2 separate regions of the Rattus norvegicus genome follow, and region 2 is linked to region 1. Evidence: chromatin contacts called from public Hi-C data. All regions are on one chromosome and are shown on one strand. The core of a region is the stretch at or near the end of the contact, and the rest is flanking DNA. Distances in the headings are between cores, read along the strand shown. Region 1 overlaps Pias1 (protein inhibitor of activated STAT, 1). Region 2 has its middle 23 kb from the start of Skor1.

Region 1 (2,912 bases), core at 30-2,529:
GGGAGGGTGTGTAAACAAAGTACGTTATACATTCATGGAAATGTCATCAAACCAGCATTTTGTATAATGAATGTGTACAACTGAAAAATTTTTAATTCAGTTTTTAATTACACTAACTTTATGTTCTTTTCTTTAATCATGGTTCAGTTAAATGCAAAACACTATGTTTTGTGTTTGTGTGTTGTACATGTGATATGTGAGTGGTATATGCCTATGTACATGTGTATCATGTACGAAACCAGTACTTACAGAGGCCAGATGCTGCTGCTGGGTATCCCACTCTGCTCATCTGTCCTATTCCCTTGACACAGCGTCTCTCAATGAATCTAGAGCTAGGATGCCAACCATTAAGGTCTAGCAATCCTCTAGTCTCCAGCTATTGATGACAAACCTTCCCTTTGGAGTAACACAACACACATGTCTATTCAATCCAGATAGGGACCCAAAGACAAAGTACAGATACTCCAACTTGGTCAATCCTAAGTTTTACTGAGGTTACTTTCAGAAGTATGAGTGAGTGGTTACGTACAAGAGCAGAAATAACTCAAAAACAGTTGCATCACCAAAGACCCACCCCAAATGACTGACAGCTCACAAAAATTAGGAAATCTGTAGTACATGGCATAGCCTTCAGAAAGTTCAACAAGTTGGTGTGTGTCTTTTCCAGGTGACTTCGGTCTAAACAACTTCTAAGTATCTCAACTGGGTTTTATTTTTCCCAGGCAGCTGGTCTGGTCTCAGTCTTCTTTGAAGCTCAGCTTGTCTGAGTTTCTTTACAGCTCTGTTCAGCTAGTCTCAAAAGGAATCTCAGCCTTTACTCTGACAGGGGTGACCCTAGTGAATATGAGTTTCAGGGACTTCCTAAGTTGTTTGAGTTGTTTACCTTCCTGATTAAAGAGCTTTCTTGCAGGATGGAATATTTCAATCTCAAAGAAGCTGTTTTATACCTCTATTCTCCACAGTATTGGAGTCATAGGCCCATGGCTGCATCTAGCTTTTAACCTGGGTTTTAGGGACTTGAACTAAGGCCCTTTTTAGCACCAAATCATCTCCCAAAATCCCTCTAACCTCCCCCTTTTTAAAATTATTTTTTATATGTAGTTATTTTGCCTGCACTTGTGTCTGTGCACTACTTGTGTGCCTGTGAAGGCCAGAAGAGTTATGAGATCTCCTGGGAGTTACCGTGTGGGTACTGGGAATCAAACCTGGATCCTCTGCAAGAGTAGCCAGTGTCTTAACAGCTGAATCATCACTCCAGCCATTGCACAACTCTTTAAAAGGTCTTTTACCTTTAAGAGGCTACAATACTGTGAAATCTCATTAGAAGGACATGTAGACCAATGTTTCTTTTCCAGTCTTTCCCAGGCTAGCCTTAGACTCCCTATGGAACCTAGGTTGACCTCAAACTTGCAGCAATCCTTCTGCCTTAACCACTCAAGTGCTAGAGTTATAGACATGTACCTCATCTCGTCTTCTTCCAGTCTTAAAATCCTACAAAAACACTGGAAGAAAGGAAAAGTCAGTCTTTCAGAACCCATCCTGAGAAGTAAAGATGGGCTGGAATGACAGAACCGTAAGGGCAGACAGAGGGTGGGGTGACCTAAATGTATTATATGCATTGTCGTAAATGAAGTTGTCAAAGAATGGGGAGGAAAAAGTGTAGACAAAAACGTAAAAGCACCCAATCGTACAGCTGTTTGGCTTTCATCCCAAAAGGGAGAGAGAAAGAAAACAAACATGTAAATTATAAATCAATCACAGATATATTTGCTAGAGTTAAGCTCTGCTAGAGAGGAAATTATTAGCTACAATTGGGTTAGAGCACATTTCATAGACTGCTCATTTGTCCATACAATTCTCATCCATGCCCACTGAAAAAACACAATGCAGGGTTGAAGCCTAACCTCAAAAAACAAACAAAATAAACAACACAAAAGCAAACAGTCCTCATACCTTACGATCCAAAGCGCTTCCAGCACATTCATTCAGCACACCAGCTGCTGAGATACAGCGCATCACTAAACGCTGTGGGCTGGCTAACCTGTTAGCAGATGCTTTTTCTATAAGCAAATGGTTTTTTGTCTTTTAAACTATAAAAAAAATGTAAGAAATGGAGTAAAAGAGATAGTCTCATTTGAAACTAGAAACCCCTGTAGTATAACTTCATATTTTCTTCAAAAAATACTTACATTATCACAGTTTTTATATTCTTGAAAATGAAAGATACTCCCTCCCCTTTGTGTTGAATCCATCAATACTGTGTTACTAGGGTTGGAACTGAAGCTCAATGGTAGAGCTCTTTGCCAGTCATAGAAGTGGCCCTGGGTTTGAACCCCATGACAACAAGAAAAATCTACTGTATTACAAATCAAACTAGAAAACATTGTATTTTGTCTTAATTAGGGTTTCTATTGCTGTGATAAACACTGTGACTGAAAAGCAACTCCAGGAAGAAAGGGTTTCTTATTTCATCCTAGTATATCCTGTGATAACAGTCCAACACTGAGGGAAGTCAGCACAGGAAATCAAGCAAGGCAGGAACATGGCTAGAAACTGATGCAGAGACCATGGAAGACTGCTGCTTACTGGCTTGTTTCTTATGGCTTGCTCAGCTTGCTTTCTTATAGTACCATAGTACCCAAGATAAAAGGTTGGCGCCATCCACAGTGAGCAGGGCCCTCTCACATCAGTCATCGATCAAGAAAATGCACTAGAAACTTGTCTACAAGTAAATCTAGTGATAGCATTTTCTCAGTTAAGGTTTGCTCTTCCAAATGACTCTAGGTTCATGTTAAGGTGACACAGAACTAGCTAGCACAGACTTGCATTCACTTGTACACTTCTTTGACAGAGTCTTACTATGTATATGTAGGTCAGACAAGTCTTGAATTTATATACCACCAGATCCAGCA
Region 2 (3,037 bases), core at 485-2,984, 160 kb after region 1:
ACCGTGCAATCAGTAAAACTATCATTTTGGAAGAACAATTGACTGGAAAGTTGCATAAGTGGCGGATCCGTACAGTTTGGGGCTGGTTTCTTTCCATATAAAATTAGCTAACACTTGTGGAATGTTACTTACGTTCCCTGAGTCCTCAGGACATTCCCATACTGTTCACACCGTTATCCTCATTTTTTAGAGAAAAAACAGCGCCAATGTCTGTGGTGCGAGGCATGTGGGAACATTTTCTTTATCCTCTTGTGCAGTCTCCCATTCTGCCTTTCTTTTTTCTTTTCTTCTTCTTTTTTGGGTGGTGGGGGAGTTTGAGGCAGGACTTCTCTGTGTACTCTTGGCTGTCCTGGAACTCACTCTGTAGAACAGGCTGGCTTCAAACTCCAAACTCACAGAAATCCACCTGCCTCTGCCTCCCAAGAGCTGGAATTAAAGGAGTGTGCCACCACTGCCCAGCTTCCCATTCCTTAAAAGCATTAAAACATTTTTTTAAAATGTGTGTGGATGAGTGTTTTGCCCTTGAATGACGAGCATGCAGTTGCTTGGTGAGGCCAGAAGCAGAAGAGGACGTAGGAACCCCTGGAGCTGAAGTTGTGAATTGCTCCGTGGATGCTGGGAATCCAGCGTAGGTCCTCTGCAAGAGCAGCCAGTGCTCTTAGCTACAGAGCCACCTCTCCCTGTCTTGGTTCCTAATTCTTGAAGGAGGTGATTTTTTTGGTCTCATTTGGGTTTGGGGAGATTTTTGATAGTTTTGTGTCTTTTTGTTTGTTTGTTGTTTCTCTGTGTACCCCTGGCTGGCCTCAAACTCAGAGATCCCCAGGCCTCTGCCTCCAGAGTTGGGATTATAGACATGTGCCACCGTGCTTAGCTTTGCTGGTTGGCTTTAAGTTACTGTTTTTTGTTAGTGTTGTTTTTAGATTTTTGCCCTTCCTTTCCTGTTTTGTTATTTTGCGGGGGTTTTTTTGTTTTTTGTTTTTGTTTGTTTTTGTTTTTGTTTTTGTTTTTTGGTATCGTTTTTGCCAGCTGAAGTGAATGGTTGCTTTCTGGTATTACAGATGTTAATGCTGAAGAATTTGAACCACACACAGAAAATGAAGCCTTTCCCCGCAAGGTTAATCCAATTGCCAGAGCTGACTCTGAAGTCGAGCTCTCTGCTTAACGTTTCCAAATGTGTCTGGGGACAGAGGCACTTTCAAGCAAATGCCACCCTCCTCAGGACCAAGTCAATGAGCTCCCCAGCCGGAGTCCTTTAAGAGAGTACATTCGGTGTGGGGCTTTTCTTGCAGTGGCTGTCTGTTTTGTTTTGTTTTTGTTTTTGTTGTTCTCCCCACTCCCTAGTAGGAAACCATTTCTGATCCAGACCGTTCCAGCCCAACAGCTGGGAGTTGGGATGCGAAAACCCCCGTTTCAGTTCTGACCCACGGTTCAGGCCGTCAAAGGTTAACATTTTTCCTTCATGTTCCCTGGTCCCCATCTTTAGGCCGGCTGGTCCATTTGTACGACTGCTAGTAGTTCCGAAGTTCCTGGGTACCTCCACTCCCCATCCCCATTTCCCGCTGAATCGGGACCCTTCGAAGTCTGTTCCACCTAGATAAGAGAGGCCAGAGAAGGGGAGATGTCACCGACCAGTGCTAGCCGCAGAAGCAGGAGGTTGGCCTTGGAAGGCTGTTCCCACCCACTTAAGGGCCTCTGGAGAGCCCGGCTGGCAGCGTGCAGAGCTGCAGGAGGCGCCTCTAGGGCGTCGCACCCAGGGCGAGCTCGCTTGTAGGCGGCCAATGCCTGCGGGAACAGCGAGGGGCCTCCTGCGCGGAGCCGTCGCCCTCTGGTGGCAGCATGGGAAAGGTACAGCTGTTCGCTGGGCGCCACCTCCCCTCAGACCAGAACTGGAACTTGCTAGAAGGGGAAGCCAGACACAAATGAGCCAGGACTGGAACCTGGGACTCCAGGCAAATTCCTCATTCAACTGACATTTACAAGGACCTCTAGAAACTATGAAGAGTAAGCATCCGAGGCTTAAGATTTGACTCAGGCTATTGCAATAAGGAGAACAGTTGTTAATGAGTAATGTCTAAAACAAAAGGGAGGAGGGCGGGAGTGTTAGTTAGGCCGGTAAAGAGAGTCACCAGAGCACCATAGAAGCAGGAAGGAAGGAAGTGTGGAGATGATGGCCTTTTCGCGGAACATGCACATCAATGTGGCCGGTTCCTTAGCTTTCTCCCGGAACCCAAATTTAGCAGTGAGAGTGTTGTCTGCTCGGGCTGCCTTTGCCAGCACTGTAAACAGCAAAGCGATATTGTCCTTTGTGAGAGGAAGGAAGAGGAGCTGTGGAGATGGTTTAGGGGTTAAGAGTACTTAGTGCGCGCGCACACACACACACACACACACACACACACACACACACCCCGCTACCTACTTTTTAAAAAACGTTAAAGGAAGAGAAGAAAGGGATGCTGGGCCCTATTGTTAGGCATGAGGGAGATTCCAGACTGACATGCTGAGTCTAGGCTGGGGTTGCATGAGGTTGCGTAGAGCTATGCAATCATGCATAGCTGGATTGCTGGAGGTGGGGGGATTGTTCAAAGAGGGACGTCCTCCCGGATGCCCTCCCCCAGTCATCCAGCTGTTACATCTTTAATAATCTTCCCTACTATTTCCCACAACTCCACTGGTTACGGCACAGCCCCTTTGACTGGTTCCACAGCTTTCCCCTGGGCCTCTGAAGGCCCTCTTAACTGATGTGTTTTCAAGCACAGCCTACCCTGCTGTATCCAACTTCTGGCCCATCATCCTGCCAGTGAGGAGAGCTGACCTTTCATGATCTCCTCAGAGGGACTCCAAGTAGACCTGTTGCCTATCAAAATCCCAGAAGGGATTTTGGGGGTGTAGTTCCGTTGGTTATCCAGGCCCTGTGTTTGATCTCCAGCAATGCATAAAACCCCCAGTGGTGCTGCACTCCTGGACTCAGAGACAGAAGAAGGGGGATCAGGCATCTTCAATTACACAGTGAGGTCGAGGCCAGCCTAGGACACATGAA

The links. Hi-C and Micro-C count contacts between places; a contact is called where the count stands out from the background.
Region 2: a contact with region 1 is called in a Hi-C map of liver, with 4 times the contacts expected there. The contact joins two enhancer-like sites. A contact is called at or near these places in 2 of 12 Hi-C or Micro-C datasets (hepatocytes and liver) and 1 of 1 datasets of contacts at active chromatin or transcription factors (oligodendrocytes).

Annotation. Positions count from the first base shown.
Region 1 is chr8:72,318,087-72,320,998 of GRCr8, forward strand. The region is part of intron 1 of Pias1 (protein inhibitor of activated STAT, 1); the gene reads right to left. Among named protein-coding and RNA genes, the nearest start is that of Pias1, 15 kb to the right of the region's middle. Within about 2 kb of position 1,280, at least 1 of the 93 cell types and tissues checked has an H3K27ac peak or open chromatin away from gene starts, as enhancers often do. A contact at or near this core is called in liver, where this site is marked.
Region 2 is chr8:72,478,382-72,481,418 of GRCr8, forward strand. No RefSeq gene overlaps it. Among named protein-coding and RNA genes, the nearest start is that of Skor1, 23 kb to the right of the region's middle. Within about 2 kb of position 1,735, at least 24 of the 93 cell types and tissues checked have an H3K27ac peak or open chromatin away from gene starts, as enhancers often do. A contact at or near this core is called in liver, where this site is marked.